2 separate regions of the Pan troglodytes genome follow, and region 2 is linked to region 1. Evidence: chromatin contacts called from public Hi-C data. All regions are on one chromosome and are shown on one strand. The core of a region is the stretch at or near the end of the contact, and the rest is flanking DNA. Distances in the headings are between cores, read along the strand shown.

Evidence for each region. Hi-C and Micro-C count contacts between places; a contact is called where the count stands out from the background.
Region 2: a Hi-C map of stem cell-derived neural progenitor cells shows a contact between it and region 1, with 2.5 times the contacts expected there. The contact joins the promoter of FOXD3 here to the promoter of EFCAB7 in region 1. A contact is called at or near these places in 1 of 7 Hi-C or Micro-C datasets (stem cell-derived neural progenitor cells) and 1 of 1 datasets of contacts at active chromatin or transcription factors (stem cell-derived excitatory neurons).

What each region holds. Positions count from the first base shown.
Region 1 is chr1:167,465,349-167,472,228 of NHGRI_mPanTro3-v2.0_pri, reverse strand. It overlaps EFCAB7 (EF-hand calcium binding domain 7), which reads left to right and starts at 4,866. Exons shown (of 14, transcript XM_063801147.1): 1 at 4,866-5,181. It overlaps ITGB3BP (integrin subunit beta 3 binding protein), which reads right to left and starts at 4,862. Exons shown (of 10, transcript XM_063801208.1): 1 at 4,502-4,862. The coding sequence starts at 4,773.
Region 2 is chr1:167,663,756-167,670,624 of NHGRI_mPanTro3-v2.0_pri, reverse strand. It overlaps FOXD3 (forkhead box D3), which reads left to right and starts at 2,898. Exons shown (of 1, transcript XM_513453.6): 1 at 2,898-6,869. The coding sequence starts at 3,508. The coding sequence ends at 4,944.

The DNA.
Region 1 (6,880 bases), core at 3,617-6,116:
TCTTTAGTGGTATTCTGCTCTTTCATTTTGGATATTGATAGTTTATGTTCTCTTTCATCTAAGTACAATTTACCCTTTCATTCTGGATATTGATCATTTGTTTTCTCTCCTGTTAGACTGTTATATCTACCTTTCCCTTTCCCTTTCTTTTCTTTTCTTTTTTTTAACTTTCAACTTTGTTGCTTATAGACAGTAAAGAGTTAGGACTTGCTTTAAAAAAAAAATCTAGCCTTATAATATTCTCTACCTTTTTCACTGATGTCTTTACTGCACTTAAACTTGATGTAATTATCTGGTTGGGGCTACCATTTAGATAGTTGTTTTCTATTTGTCCCATCTGTTTTTGTTCCTTTGTTCTTTTTTACCTGCCTTCTTTTGAATTAACATTATTTTTAAATATATCATTTCAATTCCTCTATTTGTTTTTTAGGTATGCCTCTTTGCATTTTCAGAGGTTACTCTGGGGATTACAATATGCCTTTTTAACATACCACAGTCTATCTAGAGTTATAATAATACAGTACTACTTCATGTAAAAGAGAAGAATCTTGCAACATTATAGTCAACTCCCTCTACACTTTGTGCCACTGGTATCATATATATTATGTCTACATATAACCCCATAATAGTGTTTAATTTTTGCTTTAAACATTCTCACCTTTTTAAGAAGTTGCAAGCAAAAAATATATAGATGCTCCTTGACTTACAAAAGGATTATGTTACAACAAACCCATTGTAAATTGAAAATGTTAGTTGAAAATGCATTTCACACATTTAACCTACTGAACATCACAGCTTAAACATGTTGAGAACTCTTAAATTAACTTATAGTTGGGTAAATCATCTAACCCAAAATCTCTTTTAAAATAAAGTGTTGAATATCTCATGTAATTTATTGAATATCGTGCTGAAAGTAAAGAAAAGAATGGTTGTATGGGTACTTAAAGTAGTTTCTACTGAATGCATATTGCTTTCACACTATTATGAAGTCAAAAAATTCTAAATTAAATAGACAGGTGAGAGCCACCACGCTCAGCCAAAAAGGCTCTATTATACCTTCCTCTATTAGACTTTACTGACTTTTACAAGCAGGAAAGAATTGCATTTAAATTTCATATTTTTCTTATATCAAGTACTAAAAATTTCACCAATCTTCTTTTAAAATGCAGGACACTTTATTTATAAAAGAAATTATATAACTTTGAATATCTACTATAATTCAAAGGATGTTTATTTAATGGTTAACTTTTACTTGGCCTGACACATCATTCCACCCACCTACTTCTTTATAATCAACCCACAAAATAAAAATCATTGTACCTGGCAGTAGCATCAAAATGATTACAGCATATAGGCACAGTAAAGATCCAGAATATGTTTATATTCATTTTCCCTTATCTTGGAAAAAATATAGCACATTTTAAAGTTCTCTCAGAAAACTCTCAGACTATAAATACAGCAGCAGAATGGCCCCCACTGTTACTGTTACGAATAGTTTTTCTACAACACTAATGCTATTCCAACTTTATAGCTTTAGTTCAGTCATAGCTTGGAACAGAATAAAGTTAACTCTGGTAGAGAGTATCTTTGGCTGAATTAGCATGATGATGTACACTAATTAGAAAGACTAAGCAAATGGTACTTTTTAAAGGAAGCTTTATAAAGAAAAGGTAGAAGAAGAAAAAAGGTCTAGAATGGGATTTGATTACTTACAGCAAGAGTTACTAAAAAGACATGTATCTGTCTACATAGAATGAAATCTTTCCAAAGTAGCAACTTTATCATTCAATTAATAAATACTTATTGAGCAATTATTTTATCAATGAGGACACTGAGTAACAATCTAAGGAGCACACAGCGGGTTAACAGACTCAAGATTCAAATCCTGGTTTGTCTTACTCCAAAGTCCATGATTTTTCCACTTCAAATCTTTAAAAAGTGAAGGTTTCAACCTAGATAGAGAAATGACTGTGCCACTAATTTCAGAATGTACACAGAAAGAGGAGCATGATTGGAAGGGAAGATGATTAGCCTAATGAAACCAACAGCAGCATTTATCTAATTCATCTGTTTCCTCCAAAGGATCAAAGAGAAGGCACAGAAAGCTACACTTAGGGAGGACTTAAGATAGGTAATCTCTAAATCCTTTTAAAAAACATTTTAAGTAGTACATACTAAATGAATAAATGTAATACTAATGAATAATGGATACTAATGAAAAAATGTAAGCTGTGCAAGTTATAAAACATTAGAAAATAAGCACCCATAAACTCACCACATAATTTAAGAACTAGATCATTACCAATATGACTGGGTATACATGCATCTACTTGCTTCCCCCAAAAGGCATCTATTAAACTGTATTTATCATTTCTCTGCCTTTTAACAATAATCTTATCATATACATATATAACCATAAGTAGCTTATTTTTGCGTGTTCTTAAGTTTTATAAGGATAACAAATGTAGTCTCATACAAATTGGTTATTTCACTCATTATGTTAAGATTCATCCATCCGCTCTATTGTCACTGAACATTTGCTGTTTCTTATTTATTTTAGATTCATTTGGACCATATATATTTTAACAACTACTCATTGTTGTATTGAAGTTTTTTCCGCTCAAGGTTCTAAGAAATTAGAAAAAAGACAGATCACACCCTCCCATAAGTTATATTACACATTTAGTCTTCCAAATACATACCAAATAGTCACCATTTCAACATCACTTAAAAATGAATCCACCTTCATATGTAACTTGCCAAGATAACTATTTGCACCACTCATTTATGACCTCACCAGTAACCACATTAAAAAAAAAAAACACTTAATTTACTAACAATGATGGAGATTCTCTACTAACATGCCATTATGTTTTATGCATTACTTAACTGTTGATTTAGTCTTAAATCACTTTGCTAAAACTTAGAAAATTAGCAAAGTAATTGCTAGTTTCACATATATATTAGCTATATATGTGAGATGTTAACCTCAACTTTAAGGTTGTGTATTTATTACCAGAATATACTTATCTAAAAGCCTAATATAACATCTTGTGTGCGTATGTTAGGAAGACAGTTGTCAAAAAGGTCCACTTTTAGGCCTGACACAGTGGCTAACTCCTATAGTCCCAGCACATTGGGAGGCTGAGGTGGAAGGATCACTTAAGCCCAGGACTTCAAGACCAGGCTGGGCAACACAGGGAGACACTGTCTTTACAAAATAAAAAAATTAGGCATGGTGGCGTGTGGGAGCCCAGGAGGTAGAGGCTGCAGTGAGCTGTGATCACAGCACTGCACTCCAGCCTGGGCAACAGAGCCAGACTCTGCCTCAAAAAAAGAAAAAAAAAGTTCCACTTTTCATAGTTTTTTGGTTCCCCACTCCTATACACAGATACACACAGTTCAGGAGGTATTACCACTTGTTTGGCAAATACACCTCTGTTTTCACTGTATTCTTAGGGATTCTGTGTGTGTGATTGTGTGACATTATCTTTGCAGCTTTGTTTATTTGAGAACTGGATGATTTTTCTAATGCAAGAGTAGGGAGACAAATCTCTTTGCTTAATTCTGGGGAAAGGAAAACCTCCTCAATAATCCATAACTTTTAAGGGCATCAGTAAAACATGCATTTATTGGCAGCTGTGTTGAACACCCTATTAGGTGATGGGTTTCTTTATCTGTAAAGATAATAGCAGCCCCCATCCCCTAAAGTATTTTAGGATTCAATGAAAAAACGTAGATAAATTGATTAACACAGCACCCACATTGTAATTCAAGATTCAATAAATATAGGTTATCATTTCTGTACAGCTTTCCCCTTTCATGTCAATTCCTATTTGATACAAAAATTTCCCCAGCTGTGTTACTTTGCATTTTACTTAATCCTGAAATAAACTAAGGAACAGGTTACACTAGAGGGGGTACCTAAATCAACCTGAGGACAAGGACGGCCAAGGAGAAATTACAGGTGTTTGATATCCACCCCACTCCCCCAACCTTTAATGGCTTTTTTAAGTTTCTATAGGGTAGCAACTATTTTATGCATCTCAATATAGGATGGATGAAGGATATGAAAAACAGATGAATATTATCTAGCACAATGCCTATTCCCACTATGGTCATTCTCAATAATCAGATTATTGGTCATAGATGGGAATTTAGAGATCATGCAGTACAAACTTATTTGTGTAAGTAAAAAAAACGAAGCTCAGGGTCGATAAGTGACTTGCCCAACAGTGAAAGAGTCTTATCTGGTATCCAGGTATCTAGACCCACTCAGTCCATGAGTTCTCCCACGGGTTTACACGAACGCGCCACATTAATGAAGGCAAGGGACTGACAAACTACGAAGGCGTGTTTTTATCTACTCTGTCCCATCCTGTGTGTCAACCTTATTTATGTTATTTCAAGTTAGACATCACCTAAATACAGCCCACAGTTTACGAAATCTGTCAAAAGCATCGTAGAAACAGAAAGCGAAGGAGGACTATCGTATGAGTACCTCTGGAGGAGACGTAGAGTTGAGGGTACCAAGCGAAGAGAACTGTCTGTGGACAGAGGAGACAAGCTCATACTCCGAAAAAATAGGAAAACGAGAAAGGCTATTGGGCCACATAATGTCTTCTCTTCTTGCAGAGGGCCCCCAAAACAGCAATACCTGGGGAGGAGATACCTACGGCATTCTGAGATTCGGGAAAGCACCACTGCCGCTGAATAAAATGAACCCAGCAACTTCCGAAAACAGAAAATCCGCCAAAGGAAACGCCAAGGCATGAAAAGCGCGCGCTGGACGTTGCGTCAAGCCCACCGCGGCCGGGCGGAAACATCCTCCCCGCGACGAAAGATCCGGGTGTGCGCGAGCAAAGGAGCGGGCGGGGAGTCTAGGCCCAGGACAGCACCTATTTCCTGCTGGTGTAACAGAGCACCTTCTCTCACTACTCTGGCCATACCACCCCCGCGATAGAGGAGCAACACAGCTGTCTCTGTGCGCTCTGGATCAGCGCTTCCTAGATTTCTAGCCGGATCGTTTGGAGAAGGGCTCTGCATCTTATTTCCGGTGGCGGTGAGGTGCAGTTGCCATGGTGATTAGAGAAAGGCCGAGATCTGCCCAGCTGCGGTGAGAGGAACGCTGAATCGCCGAAGAGAATTGGCTGCGCTTCCTTGTTTGTGAGCTAGAATTAGGTAGCAAACAGCTCGCTGTCTCTGTCTCTTCGCTCCCTCTGTCCCTCTCTGTGCAGCTGCTTCTCCTTCCTCTGCTTTGTCTACTTCTCTGTCATAAACATTTGGTCCATGTATGTACCTAAAATGTACATGTAAATGCGGTTTTATTTCCAGAGGAATACAAAAATAGAGAGATGGTGCCCGAGATTACCTGTGACGGTATTTCACTGTGTAGGGACGGTGACTGGATGGCTTTCTGTTTTCACTTGGCCCTGTAGAAGCCTTAGGCGCTTGTTAACAGTTTATTTTTCTTGCTATTGTGTGGCTGGTTATTTATGGAGCCGTTTGCTGCAATGTACTCTCTAGGCCCCTGTCTCAGTCTCGGGCCGGAGTTTTAAGGAAGGGAGGTTTCCAAGCCTGCGGGGGGTGCAATTATATGTTTATTTAAGCTTTAGTTTGGTTTCTCGTCACAGAAAGGAAAAGAATAAAATTCTGGCACATTTCTGCCTTGGGATTTCCATGTGAGGGAGTTGCCTTGTTTGGAAAGAATATTTGAGGACGATCCTAAAATATACTTATATTTTAAAATTGCTTATTGCAAAGTGAAATTCATTCTCCCTTACTTCTTGAAACAGTTTTCTTTCACATTTGTGAGGAGATGCATGCACACATATGTGTTTAGAACTCTGATGCTTAATTATAGTATTACCAATTTGCAGTAACCAGACTGTGACACCACATCCCTGTGGGGTCCTTCTAAATCTGGTGTAATATGAAAGTGTCAGGCAGGCGGCCTGCGTATTATAAATAGGGTACTTCATCCATGATAAGCAATTATTATCTTTCTTTCCCAAGTGTAAATGATCTATATAATTCGAAAAGGTGCAAGTGATTTAGGCCTCCTGAGTAGGAATGCAATGAGTCCTGAAGGGGACCCTACCTGTGTCATCTTATTATTGAACTTGAAATATTCAATTTATTAGGTTGGAGATCTATTTTTAGAAGTCAAAGCTGGGTAGAGTAATATTGGAAGCTGTTAGACCACCAGTAGAATCTAATACCCCATAGTAACCATTGTTCAGTACTATATCCACATTAACAAAGAAGAAACTGTTCGTGAAATACTGCTAGCTGGGTGACATCGCTACCCCTCAATTTCCTCATCTGTAAAACGGACAAAAAAATACCTGACCACTGTAATAGGGATAAGACAAGATGTATGACAGTTCTTTAAGCTCTTATGTACAGAGGTGCTATATAAACCCCAAATATTGTTATAAATAAAGGAACACAGTAAAACTATGATAATGCTATAAGACTTTTAAAATATAGCTATTTGAAATGTGGGGCTGCATTATTGAGATGTTAATGAAATGATCTTGTTGATCCTGCTGTGGAAGATGGGTGTCAACTACCACTCATATCCCGATTCTCATTCTGGAGTTTCTCATTATCTGCAGTTTATTTAGCACTTACTACGTGTCAAGCAGTATTGTATATGCTTCACATGTATTAACTGATTTGCTCCTCTTAAAAACCTGATGAAGACTGTCATCTGACTTTTGTATTTTGAGAGAATAGATGTGTGCTTTTCCTTTGTTCAGTGATTCTTCTTTTGTATATATCTTTGTTCTTTTGGCTATTATCACATATTTGAACAATTATATATATACATATGTATATATCTAAAATTAGAAATTAACTGCCAAGGGCTTATTCT
Region 2 (6,869 bases), core at 1,649-4,148, 200 kb before region 1:
GCGGTAACTGACGACCTGTGAGCTTTTAGCTGCAAACTGCAACTACGCGGCAAACTATTTAGCCCGACATCTAGCCGGTCTCCGGCAGGACCCTGCACCGCGTCGGGATCGGACCCTTCCGCTGGGGCGGCCTCCTGCGTCAAGGCCAGCAGGAACCTTCCTGTCGCCCTCCCCGGCCGCCGCTTCGCCTCCTTCCCGCCCCCGGAGGTTGTGCAGGCGCTATGGTCCGCCTGGAGGGAGAAAGCCGGCGGCCGGTTCCTGAGCCGAGAGCGGCCGCGGAAAAATCCTCTGCCTCCGCTGGAAATCGATATTAGGCCGGCGCGGGCGCGGGACGTCGGGGCCGCAGCCAGTAGGTTGTGCACGTCTCATCATTTAGCTAATCGAGTCGAAAAGTTTCTGTAAGGGCCGGACCCAGCATCAGATGGTAACACTGATTGAACAAGAGATTAGCACAATAGATCTCTAACCGAGGGGAAGCGTTGCTTTTCACGCTACGCGCCGTAATTAATGGTATGAATCAATTAATTTGACTTTTATTGTGTCGAAGGAAAAAAGCGCAACAAATGGAACCGGCAGCTGGGAGTTGTTCGTCTTCCACCCCCTTCCCCAGGGAGGTTCCAAGGAGACACCGGGGAATGGACGGATCAGGCTGGGCCGTGGCAGAGGGAGGGTAGGAGGCAGCGACCAGCGGCGTGGAGGGAGTCCAGAGAGCTAGCCTCTGCGGACGGCGGAATCGAAATTAGGCTCATTTGGAGACTACTTCGAGACCGGTGAGGGGAGCCTTGTAGCCACCATCCTCCGGCGCGCAACCACACATACTAGTCCACGCGGGTCCAGCCACCAAGGCCGCGGCAGGGCCAGCGCTGCGCCCCGGGCCCCTGCCTCTAGGGCTGGGCAACCCAAGCAGAGCAAAGGAGGTTCCTGAATGTGTAAATTTCCGCTTTTTAGCTTTTTTTTTTTTTTTTTTTTTTTGGACCTTCCGACACTTCGGTTGCTGAGGCAGTTGCAGACGCGACCTCTGCAGTCCTGGGCGATGGCCAGCCAGCTCAGCTCGGGTCGGTTTCGCGGAAAGCTGTCTAGACGGCATTGTAAACGGCTCGGAGCCTGCGGGCCACAAAGCTGTGGAGCTACGGAAATCAACTCTGAGATGCGTTTTAGGGCCGGGTGCAACCTCGGGATCATTTAGATAAAGAAAAACTGTGGAGGTTGGCGGGCGTCTCGGGATAGTGTCACCACCCCCTACCCTGCTCCCAGCCTCAGATGAGTAGTGTTATATCCTGGGAAACTGTCTAATGGGGATGAAAGTCAATCTGTGTGTCTCAATGCCTGTAATGAAGCAAGTTTACAGATTTTTAAATTTTTATTTTTATTTTATTGAATTATTTTTGGTGTGTCTAGGCCAAGGAAAGAGGAGATCGTGGGTGGGGAAACAGACTGAGGGAATCAGAAGCACCACTGTCCATCCGGAATTAAATCCACATCCCAGCATCTTCTGCAAATATTTCACTAATTATTTCCTCTCGGAACTCCTCCCCTCGTGCTCCTTCCTCTGGTGAGGCCGGCGCTCCCCTCCCAGGCCGCAGCGGACAGACAGGGATTGGGTTCCGTGTGCCTGCCACACCAGGCAGGCTCTTGCGGCTCCCAACTAGGCGGCCTAAATGAGGGAGGAAAGAGGAGGCGCATCGCTGATTCACCGGGTCAAGAGCACTGACTTTCCTTGGAGGTGTGAGGTCCACGCACCCCAGCCACGCACTTGGGGGTCGGTTTGCGGTGCCTCCCCCTCCAGTCCCAGTGAAATCCCCACAGTTTTTCCTACTATCACTGACTTGCCTTGCACTCCGCGTGCACTGGCCACACATCCTCGCCTCCTCCACCCGCTCCGCCGCCGGTTTTCTTGGAAGTTAAATCTTGGAGGATTTGTCCACACCTTAAGAGAAGAAAATCCACGTTAGCTGGCAGCAACGGAGATCCCAGCATGCTGGCATGCCCAAGTCTGCCCAGGTTCCCCCAAGGCCATGCCCGCCGCCCTGGAAGTCACTGCCCGCACCCCTCACGTTTCTTCAGCCGCCCCTGGGCGCTGCGTCTAACCTGAAGACACCAGGCCTCTTCCCGGATCCACTCGACTTACCCAGGCCGCTGCCAATCCCAGCTCCTTCCCCAGCGCCTCATTTCCGATTTTTTCATATGCTAAGTCGTTTAACAACTCCAAGTAGCCAGTTATGGCTTCTTTATTTGTAGGTTCCCTGTTATTTTACGTCGTTTTTATTTCTCTCGGCAACTATTCTAGTAGATTAATCAATAGCCATTTTCTGACCTTCGGGAACCCCAGCTGATGCTTTTTGTGGCCGCGCGAAAAAATACATACAGGAAAACACGCCCGCATCAAGCCGGGAAAGAGCAGGCAGGACCTGAGTGGTTTGGTTGGGGGAGGGGGAAAAAGACATCTCAGCAGGTGTCTTCCCCGGAATGAGTACTGAGGCCAGAGGGGAATCTGAAATCTAATTAGCAGGAGGGAGCCGGGTGCGCTGCTCTTACTCTTTAAAGCTAAAAACAATGAAACAAAAAGCAAAACAGAGACTAAGTTTTGCTTTTTAAAAGACGATATGGGAACCTCGTTCTAGGTCGCCCAGTCCCTGTCTAAGGAGTGTGACAAAGTGGGGGGGAGAAGGGCGGAAGGGAGAGGGGGCGGGGAAGGCAGGGCAGCGACAGTCGCACAGTCCCGCGGACGCTCCCAGGCCCACGCCCTGACTCGCTCACACCCACCCACACTCACACCCACCCGCTCCCTGGGCCCCAGGGCCCGGATCCAGCCTGGGTGGGGGGTCTCCGGGCGGGCCGCAGCGCCCTCGGTGCCCCGGGGATGCTGGCGCACAGTGCGGAGCGGAGTTGCGCGTCTCTCGTCCCTTTGTTGACAATTCCCTGAACCAACTTGAGTTTGGCCGGCTCGGCCGCGGCCCTGACGTCACGCACGGTCACGTGGCCCCGCCTCCCGCTGGATCTTTAAGTAGAAAGTAATCTATCAGGCCAGTCCTTAAAACGGGACTTTCGACTACCGGGGCTTCGGCGTCCCTGACACCCAGCCCCCTGCCCCCCCGCTACTGTTCCTGCCCGCGCCCTCCCGAGCTGCTCGGCGCCTGGCGTCCCGCGCCCGCCTGGACCGCTCCTGCGCCCCACGCCAGGGCCAGAGGCCGAGGAAGGCGGGTTAAGTGAGGGGGCGCGGCGTGGAGAACCGCCGGGGCCGGGAGCGGTAGCGAGCGCCAGGGACGGCAGGAGTTCGCGGAGCGCGGCCGCTGGGGGCGGACGGCAGAGCCCGCGCCACGCGATGCGGGGCCGCCGAGTGTGAGCTGAGCCCAGCGGGCCCCAAGCCACCTGCGGCCCCCTCCCCTCTCCCTGCCCCCCATCTTTCGGGGGCACTCAAACCCTCTTCCCCTGAGCTCCGTGGCAGCCCCCGACCACCCTCATCGCCCGCTGCCCCCTCCCCGCCGCCGCTACCAACCCCGAGGAGGGATGACCCTCTCCGGCGGCGGCAGCGCCAGCGACATGTCCGGCCAGACGGTGCTGACGGCCGAGGACGTGGACATCGATGTGGTGGGCGAGGGCGACGACGGGCTGGAAGAGAAGGACAGCGACGCGGGTTGCGATAGCCCCGCGGGGCCGCCGGAGCTGCGCCTGGACGAGGCGGACGAGGTGCCCCCGGCGGCACCCCATCACGGACAGCCTCAGCCGCCGCACCAGCAGCCCCTGACATTGCCCAAGGAGGCGGCCGGAGCCGGGGCCGGACTGGGGGGCGACGTGGGCGCGCCGGAGGCGGACGGCTGCAAGGGCGGTGTTGGCGGCGAGGAGGGCGGCGCGAGCGGCGGCGGACCTGGCGCGGGCAGCGGTTCGGCGGGAGGCCTGGCCCCGAGCAAGCCCAAGAACAGCCTAGTGAAGCCGCCTTACTCGTACATCGCGCTCATCACCATGGCCATCCTGCAGAGCCCGCAGAAGAAGCTGACCCTGAGCGGCATCTGCGAGTTCATCAGCAACCGCTTCCCCTACTACAGGGAGAAGTTCCCCGCCTGGCAGAACAGCATCCGCCACAACCTCTCACTCAACGACTGCTTCGTCAAGATCCCCCGCGAGCCGGGCAACCCGGGCAAGGGCAACTACTGGACCCTGGACCCGCAGTCCGAGGACATGTTCGACAACGGCAGCTTCCTGCGGCGCCGGAAACGCTTCAAGCGCCACCAGCAGGAGCACCTGCGCGAGCAGACGGCGCTCATGATGCAGAGCTTCGGCGCTTACAGCCTGGCGGCGGCGGCCGGCGCCGCGGGACCCTACGGCCGCCCCTACGGCCTGCACCCTGCGGCGGCGGCCGGTGCCTATTCGCACCCGGCAGCGGCGGCGGCCGCGGCGGCTGCGGCGGCGCTCCAGTACCCGTACGCGCTGCCGCCGGTGGCACCGGTGCTCCCTCCCGCTGTGCCGCTGCTGCCCTCGGGCGAGCTGGGCCGCAAAGCGGCCGCCTTCGGCTCACAGCTCGGCCCGGGCCTGCAGCTGCAGCTCAATAGCCTGGGCGCCGCCGCGGCCGCTGCGGGCACAGCGGGCGCCGCGGGCACCACCGCGTCGCTCATCAAGTCCGAGCCAAGCGCGCGGCCGTCGTTCAGCATCGAGAACATCATAGGTGGGGGCCCCGCGGCTCCTGGGGGCTCGGCGGCGGGCGCTGGGGTCGCCGGCGGCACTGGGGGTTCCGGGGGCGGCAGCACGGCGCAGTCGTTTCTGCGGCCACCCGGGACCGTGCAGTCGGCAGCGCTCATGGCCACCCACCAACCGCTGTCGCTGAGCCGGACGACTGCCACCATCGCGCCCATTCTTAGCGTGCCACTCTCCGGACAGTTTCTGCAGCCCGCAGCCTCGGCCGCCGCCGCTGCTGCCGCCGCCGCTCAAGCCAAATGGCCGGCGCAATAGGGACGCGCCAATGGCCGGGACCCAGGGTCCGGCGGCGGCCTCGAGCAACAGCTGCACCTCCAGGCTGCGCGCCCTGTCCCAAGCCCGGTCCGGGTCCCGGTCCCGCTGCCCAATCCTGGACTCTGCCTCTCCCCCATTTCCTTTCCCCTGAGCCCCCAACGCCTACCTTCCGCGGCCTCCATCCCCTCGCGCACACCTAAGCTGGTCGAGCAAACTCACCGCGCGCCCGCCGGGGATAGCTTTCCATACAGGTAAAACCGAAAACCGAATTTTCCAAAAATGCACCCCGACGGCGCCAGCTCTTAGTACCGTGGGGATGGGAGGGAAATTCTTTGTATATATTTGTAAAAAAATTATTGACTTTCCTTTTGGGGTTTTTATTTTTTTAAGAAAAAACAAATTCCGTAGATTTAGAGCTCTGAACTTTCATTTTTTTTGAAGGTTCACTCTCCGAAGTTTTATCTGAGAAAAGAATGTATAGAGACGTTGGGAGATTTTAAATATAAAAAATTTTCAAAAAGGCAAAAAGTGTCATTCTATTATAAAAGTCTGTTTATATATGAATGAATATATATGGTATTCTAAATGTTATTCCATCGTGTTGTACACAACTTTGTAAATAAATTTTTTAAATGCCCAGCCTAGTGTTTTATTTAGTTGTCTGAAGTAAATGGCAAGATTTTAAAATGGTATTTGCCTTTTCTCCTCCCCAGAAAATCAAGGAATTTCAAGTAATGACCTTTTCAAACTTTGTAAATTCATAATTTGAGTGTAAGAAAATTTTAATTGGAGAAAGGAAACAGTATGCCTAATTTAAATTGTGTTACTATTTTTCTTTTAGTTTTCACATAAAATCAGGATGTGAGTGATATCATTCATATCAACCCATTAAATCTAAATGACCAGACATTTCTGTAGATAAAGTAAGCTGTCATTTAAAAAAAGAAACCGAAACAACAGCAGTCTTTAAATTTTTTTTAAAAATGACTAGACTTGTATCTTCCACAATGAAAACTTCCCAAATGAGAGAGTTCTTGGTCATTTCAATTATCCTTTGAAAAGTAAGTAAATTCCAAACATCCCTCTTTTTAACATTTAAATCTTAGATTTTTGAAATTATTTCTCTTCATTCCTTAAGTGGAAGTGGTAAATAGACCCAGCTGGTTTTAAAATTTATGTTAAGGCACTTTACATTTTGCAGTGGGATTTTATTTATGTTCATCTGATAGATAATACATAGTTTTGTTTTCATAATATTTTCAAATAAGATATCTCATTTATATGGCAATAATCAATCCACAACATAATTGGATTTCTGAAGGGGTCCTATAGATGCTTCCTCTCCCTCCAACCCGAAGCCTTTCTGAAGGCCAAGGAATGGTGGCCTTAATACCCTTTTAAAAACAGCTGAACATCACCTCTCTCCCCTTTTTTTTCTTTACCTTAGGCTAGGTTAGTGTGAAATGCGACATCATAGGGTAGGAATGGGGAAGGTCCTTGTAGATTATTTTTAATTTGCATTTCAGCTGTTAAAAACCTTTTAAAAGAAAGTATGAAGGTAGAAATGAAACATCTTGATGTGGAAGGCTGGTTCTCACCACCATCAGCATATCCTCAAAAGGCATCAATTCTAATTATTTTGTAATTAATTTAGCTGTTACAATTACTTGTGCGAAATCGCTTTTAAAAACGGGAGCGAGTAGCAGTGCTGTCGGCTCGGCCCTGCGCGCGTCCTTTTGGTTAAACCCGGCCAGTCCCCGGTGTTGTCGTCCACTTTGCCTCCCTGGTGGTGGAGATGCCTCCCCGTCGCGGATCCCACCTCATTTCTCCGCTGTCGACGTGGGCTGGGGGTCGCTTTGAAAGACACTTCCTTGCAAATACACAATCTGTTTTCCTGGTAAACGGTAAACATTATTGTGTCTTGA